Regions from separate parts of the Zea mays genome. Here region 1 is linked to region 2. The links are chromatin contacts, called in public Hi-C maps. All regions are on one chromosome and are shown on one strand. Each heading gives the region's core, a stretch centred on a gene start, on an enhancer-like site or on the middle of the called end of the contact. The rest is flanking DNA. Distances are from core to core; before and after follow the strand shown. Region 1 holds the start of LOC103630430 (delta-1-pyrroline-5-carboxylate synthase-like). Region 2 holds the start of LOC100193383.

Region 1 (3,588 bases), core at 867-3,366, 270 kb after region 2:
TGAATATATAAATGAGTAAAAAAGAGCAATTATTATTCTCTTGCTAAAGAACATACCTAACGAAGGATAGTTATTGTTCTCTTGCTAAAGAACATGCCTTGTTACGAGAACAGGTGTGCCACTGTTTAAAGAACATACCTTGTTATAACAACAGGTGTGCCACTGTTTGAAGCCACGAGAGCAGCCTTCACTTTAGCTGTCATTCCTCCTCTACCTACACGTGACTTATCCCCAAAAGTAATTTCGTTATGATATTTATCTTTGATGTATGTATGTATCATCTTTGATTGAGGTTCACTAGGTGGACCGCTGTAGAGGCCATCCACGTCACTGAGTAGAACAAGAAGATCTGCTTTAAGTTCTATAGCCAAAAGACCGGCTAAACTGTCATTATCCCAAAATATACCCGATGAATCCTGCAAAAACAAACTGTTTATGAGTATGACATCGAAAATGCTTTTAAAAAATCAACAGACTCATGCATTGGTTAAGGTCAAGGTGCATAAGTAGCACGATATCACATTTATCAAGCAGTGCAGCAAATATTGTTGAAATTTAATGTCATGCATGGTACAACACAAACCTCATACGGAGCCTTTCTGGTGCTGATGGCATCATTTTCATTAAATATTGGTACAACTTTAAGATCTAATAGTGACTCAACAGTTTCACGAAGCCTCTCCCTGAAGTTTGGATTCTCAAAATCACTGTCTGTCACAAGAAGTTGGGAAGAGGATACATCAAGCTGCATCATGGGAAGCTCAACATTAACATATGGACAAGGCGCAGAACTGACGACAAATTTGGATAGCAAGTTAACAAACACACTTGAGTAAATAGCATATCATAGAGAGCCATGAGGCCACTCTGTCCAACGGCAGCGCAAGCCTTTCCATCCAGCTCCGTCTGTGGCTTTTGCATATCAGCAAAGCTGCTATTGACAAGCTTCCTGTAATTGAGCCTCTGCTTCCCCACACCAACAGCACCTGAGGACACAATGATCACCTCGTATCCTAGAGCATTTATCTCTTTCACCTGCAAAGCATTGCGGAGAATATTTTGTAGGGTGTCCTCCACAGAGGATCCTATAAACTAACATATTTGGCTAAGAATCTTTGATGGAACATTATGAAAGTTTGGACTAGAATTGCTACCTGTTCACAAAGAACACCAAAATTGCCTGTGGATACTCGCCCATCATGCCTCGTGACAACTGCAGTGCCCACCTGTTGTGAACAAGGTAAGAATCAGCTGTAATCAAAACCAACCAAAGAAGATCTCAGACGGATAAGGTAATTCACAAATGCTTTCAGCGATGGCAATACCAACACATGTAACATGTTTGCTCCCAACCCCGCAAAAACAACCCACTTTTTCCCGGGCCCGTTCAGCCCGTTCAATTCCCTCTTTTTCCCGGACACGTTCAATTCCATAGATAGGAATAGGATTCCCCAGCTGCCACCCGACATTCCCCAAAAAAAAAACAGAGAAGAAACAATCAGGGAATTCGAACGAGTTGATTCGCATACGAAAAAAGAGCACATCAGATTCAGAAAGGATGGCTTCTTTACGCATTTCCCATCTGACACAAATCACAAAGTAAAGATTACGGCAACCAAATTCCAAACGCAGGAGTGAACGTATCAACTTTCACCATCGACCCGTCAACTCGACTATAATGATAGAAGCAAAAAAAAATTAAAACCCAGACAAAACCCTGCTGCCTGACTAGACGAAGAGAAACCCAAAATCGAACACGGTTATTCAAGAACTATTCGCGCTAAAACAAGATTATAAAACACAGCGTTCCTTCAGATATGAACAACGCAATGCGGATAGAACCAAAAAAAATCGCGATTTAGATCTAACAGTTCGGCCGCGCCAATCGAACGATCCAATCATCACCCAATCACCTTGATGATGACGCGTTTGACGTCCTTCATGAAAATACGGCTCTGGTCTGCGGTGGCCATGACCGCCGCCGGGGCTTTTAGCTCGACGCCGCTCCTGGTTCTCCGTCTGCCCTCCCTGTTAGTGTTAACTTCGCCCTCTCTTGTCCGTTTTTTTTTTCGGCACCTCCCTCTCTCTCGTCTCTCGTCGCCGCAATCGCAAGGAGTGGAGAGAGGACAGGTCTTTGAAGCGCGATTTTATAGCTTTCAACTGACTAGTAGGACCCACCTACCACATCGGATAATTATGCTTTAAATAAATCCAATAAACAAATAACAGTACACAAAGGAAAAGGGGAACGCCTGACTGAGGCTTGTGTCGTGTCACTATGTAAAATATGGATCATAGAAAGAAACGAAACCATTGAGATAATAAATCTAGAATGTTCAGAGGAAAAAACATATTTTTAAAGCCTGTTGTAGATTGTTGTGTTTACATGCATTATTATATATTATTTTACGATACGTATTTTTGGCTTCCTCTCGTACACTGGCGTTCTCGTATTTACACAGCAGCTGTCAGAAGCGAACGCTTGTGCAGGTCTCTGTCGTGTTCAGCAACCGGGCGAGCCGGACTCCAAAGTCCAAACGCGACGCTGTGCGAGCTGCATTGACATGCCACGCTCATGAACAATGGGAAAGGCCGAAAGGGGACAGGGACAGCGAGGGATCGGCCACTATACGGGATCGCGATGGGAACTGTGTAGGTGGCACGCACGAATGGTCAGCGATTGACGACCGGGCGTGATGGATCTATAATATACTTTTCGTCTTGACCCGGTTTTGGATGCCTCTGGCGAGCTCGGAGGGTGCTGGCGCCTGGCGGTGCACGACAACATTGCCGTGCCTCCGTGGAAAATATGGCGCACGCGACGCGACAAACATCTTTGGCAACCTGATCTGATGGGGGTGGAATCTGAGCTCACAGCCAGCAGGCGCCATCCCCTGACACAGACAGTGCAAAAAGCCAAAAGGGCATCCACGCGGCCGGCGCCGCGGCATTTTGGCGCAGCTCGCCACGGCGCGGTCGCGATGGGCTGCCGGCTGGCCTTTTACGGCTTTACCGTCCCACAGGGTAGATACCAAAGATGCAGAGATGTAAGATATCATGACCTTAATATAAATCAGAATTTAGGGCTTCTTTGAAATGAGACGATTTTTTTGTTTCCTGCGTTTTTTCTATAAAATTAAACTAACTTTATGAAATTCCTGTATAATTTCTCTAAAATTGCTAGTTCCAAAACAAGCCTTACCTATCCCCGACTAGCCGAGACCCATTTATATATTCTATAATAAAATTTTATGAAAAAATTCCACACATATATTAAAATATAGGAATCGCTATATATTAAATGATGTGAGCTAGAATACATAAAGTACTTCTAATATCATGCAAACATAATACAGGTTATCTTCTATATTTTTCTCATGCAGTGAATCACATATTAATTTTATGATTTAACTTTGAGAGTAATATCAGAAGCTATAATGCAAGGTCCGCTCCACACTCCTGTGTGACAGTTGAATAGCATACTAGGATTTAACAATGACTGTCCTATATGATGTTGCCATTATGGAAGTCCGGAATATGCCTTGTTAATTTATGAAGGTATGCATATAACTGAATCATGTGCATATA
Region 2 (3,626 bases), core at 965-3,464:
AGGAGAACAGGATGTGAATAAAATGATGTGAGGCCATGGAGAAAGCATCGCAAGTAACAGCAGAAACAGGGGTAGCGCAATAGGGTGTGAACAAAATGATGAGGCCACTGAGAAAGCATTGCAAGTGACAGGGGGGTGGCGGGCTGCTAGGATTCAAGGAAGTGTAGGCTGTCATGATAAGCTATTCAAAACATGATCAAGTCCTATGTGTCACCGTTATCCTTAATGCCTATGCCTTATATACCTGCTACCGTTTTTTCTTTAACAAGTGACACTTGCCAGCATCTTAATCATAAGGTAACACTTGCAAGAGATTGTAATACTACTACTTGCCATGAAATTGAGATTTAGAACAACTAATCCACCAAGATCCGCAGTTCACTTCAAGTTACACAAAAAAAAAAGTAGTGGAGGTAAAAACTGATGGTGTGATATAACCTGCTCTAAGCTGCTAAGATAAACTTTCTACTACTAATTAAGTTAAAGCTTGCACTTCATAAAAAAAGTTGATAGTTTTATGTTACAGCCGTCGTTGTCAACCTCCACTACCATGCAGTCCGTCTGGGATTCAACTAGCAAGTAAGTCTTCTACAGGCTACTGCGATTTTTTTTTTCAGAATGGAGCCGGGATAGTGACAGAACATAAAAGAAAGATATGTTTTGAGCTTCCTAAGATTGGAATAGGACACCTAAGCTGGATAGATGATCAAGGGCAGTATCCCTGGGGACAGAAAAAAATTCTAGGACTTAGCTTCTACATCATATCCTGCATGTCTCACAATTGGGTTACTTGTATGAAGACTATCAAACTATCATTTGTTATCAAAAAAACCCCGAACAACTTCTGAAGTCGAAGTATATAGTCTAGGCTGGTTAAGATGTAAGTATGGGTTGAAATGCTGGTGTTAACAAACTAAACACAACTGTATGATGTTGTTGACATTGACAAGGACATAACTCAAAATGGAATGCACTACTAATGGAAAGCACAAATTGGAAACTATGATGTGTCCTATATATGGTATACCTTGTTCACAAAAAAAGGAGAGTTCCCAGCAGATTGTTCAGTAATAAAGTGAACCTGAAAGTGCAGTCTAGCAAGTGAGTACATATGCATCCCATGTATACTCAGGATAATACACAACTTAATGCAATGATACCTTGCCACCAATCACCTCTAGTAGCAGAGCCATCCGACTTGTCCTCCTTGTACTGGATTTAAAATTCAAAAGAAACATTAGACTTCAGTGCTCCAAATGGTATATTGGTATGTATTACTTATATATAAAAAAGGTTCTACGTACTTTTGTCTGGGGTTCATTGGCTGGCTGCTTCTGTAACGTGCTGCTGTAGAATTCCCGACCACCGTAATGCACGGACGAACCGAAGTAAGGGGATTCTGACGAGTCATTTGGATAAGCATGTTTTCCATCCTTGTAAGTAGGGCGGCCGTGTGATTTGCCATCTGACCATGAATTTAAACTTTCATACTTACATCAAATGCTCCAGATTAATGCTAAGCTAAGATGGTAAAAAAAGGTTCTAAGTATCGCTTTGCTTGTGAACACAACCTAAATCGAAGAGAAATATATCAAATAGACAGGAGTACCCAGAACTACCTGTAATGCCACTGCCATTCTGCCCTCTGGAGCTCTGCTTGTTCAGCATCGTGTACAGGTCGGCCTGCTTTGCGTCATTTGCGCTCCCCTTGAATGCAAAACAGAAGCCACAGTGTCAGCGTCATATCCAAATAGATTTTACAGAATCATATAGCTCCCTCTGTTATCAAAATTATCCCTCATCATCAGACTTAAATTGAGAAAAAAAACGTTGAGCTCACTCCGCAAATCGTAACATAGTAACGGACTCATCAGCAAATCGCACCAATTCACTAACCACGAAAAAGATCCCTAAGACCCCAAGAATCCATCAGAACGATGGTGTGAAGAGACGGCCCCGTACCGCAGGCGACGCGGAGAAGACGGTGCTGAAGTACCCGTTAGCCGGCGGCGGCGCCGCGGCTCCGGCAGCGGCGGGACCCGACTTCTTCGCCTCCATATGTAGGGTCGTTTTCGGCGTTAGCGGCTTCGCGAGATGGGCTTAGACTCTAGAGAGGATGGAGCCGTGAACACTTGAGGCGGAGAAGAGGTAAGTCACGTGAAGTGGTCGTTGTAGGCGGCGGCGGCGCGGAAGGAAGCAGTTGGTTGTTCGCCTCGTGGCGTCCTGCTCCGGCCAACATCTGTGCCGGCATTTAAAGGCCTCGACGGAGCCCGGTATCGCTATTTCCTAGATCTTAAGGGGGCTGGATGGAGAAAATTGTGTTTCGCTTTCATCCTCCTGCAGACTTGGCAGAGTGCAATAGTGCATAGCTAGGGGATGTACACGCTTTTGAGGGGGTTTTAAGAGTTTATAAGTGAAAAAAAAGATGGACTCTCTTTATATGACTCTTTATACATAATGTTTTTAATTGTATTTATGATTTAGTGGATCAGAATTATATCATATAGTCTCTTAGCTGTCTTTTGTAGTTGAAAAACCGAACCACCGTTTTAGAATTGTACATACTCTTAAGCGGTTGATAATACTCGCGAAATTTCAAGGACGACTCTGAATTCAAGCCTTGGCCTCCATTAGAAAGAAGTCATTTTAGCGACATTTAGGAAGTATTTAGTTCAACAGACAAAAGTTTAGATTGTGTTAAATCAAATATTTGGATATCAAGTATAAGTATTACATATAGTCTTAGTTAGGATTAATATATTTATTTCGTCTTTTAGTCTTTATTTATGTAATTATTTTTATAATTAGACTATATGTAAGACTCAACTATCATCGATGTAATAGGACTAAACTTTATTTGAGTGGAACCAAACATCGTGGCTGCCATCAATAGTTTAGTTGGTTATCTTGTTAGTGTATTCAGGAGAGAAGCCATTTTACGATCTATATTTATGTCAAATAGTACTGGTATTGGGTTGGTGGATGGTGGTACTTCTCTATCATAGAGACATGTATGAAAATAGATACCCCTTGCTAGCTTTTATTTAACCTTTTTTGTCATCTTATCTAAAATGGTTGCTCTCTATGTCTTCCCTGTTGGATACACTAGCTATCTTGCTTTTAGCTGCCCCTTTAGCTGGCATGTCGTTATAGTACCTATGTGTCATTTGTTTCCCAAACTAGTTTCATTTTTTAGACTCACTCATGTTGTTATAGGAATTAATAAAAAAACATAGAAATAAATTATTGGTAACACAAGTTCGAATATCATAACTATAGATAATTTTTTTACTGTACTTAAGTATGGGCCCCTCGACTCGATCGCCCTGGTCTAGCTCGCCAAAAAAACCTAACCCAAACAATATGATGGGCGGGAATAGACCATACGTTTTGGCCCGCAACAATCCATGGCATAGATACAATCCATGATTTTTTATCCAAAACACGACCTAACCGAAAACACGACCCAAAGCAAAAAAAAAACGACTCGACGACGCGTTCCACAGGAAGGCACAGACCAACCTGACCCAACCCGACACTATATACGAATTAATTGTGGACTGTGCCAAACAATCTATAACCTGGCCTTGATACAACTCTACCTGATGTTCAGTCTACTTTTGACA

Evidence for each region. Hi-C and Micro-C count contacts between places; a contact is called where the count stands out from the background.
Region 1: a contact with region 2 is called in a Hi-C map of ear, with 1.9 times the contacts expected there. The contact joins the promoter of LOC103630430 here to the promoter of LOC100193383 in region 2. A contact is called at or near these places in 4 of 25 Hi-C or Micro-C datasets (bundle sheath, ear, leaf and 1 more).

Annotation. Positions count from the first base shown.
Region 1 is chr6:162,321,466-162,325,053 of Zm-B73-REFERENCE-NAM-5.0, forward strand. LOC103630430 (delta-1-pyrroline-5-carboxylate synthase-like) reads right to left here and starts at 2,117. Exons shown (of 20, transcript NM_001352327.1): 1 at 1,914-2,117; 2 at 1,155-1,226; 3 at 829-1,035; 4 at 584-745; 5 at 139-416. The coding sequence starts at 1,973.
Region 2 is chr6:162,050,600-162,054,225 of Zm-B73-REFERENCE-NAM-5.0, forward strand. LOC100193383 reads right to left here and starts at 2,215. Exons shown (of 6, transcript NM_001138512.1): 1 at 1,963-2,215; 2 at 1,620-1,707; 3 at 1,305-1,465; 4 at 1,161-1,212; 5 at 1,028-1,081. The coding sequence starts at 2,058. The coding sequence ends at 1,065.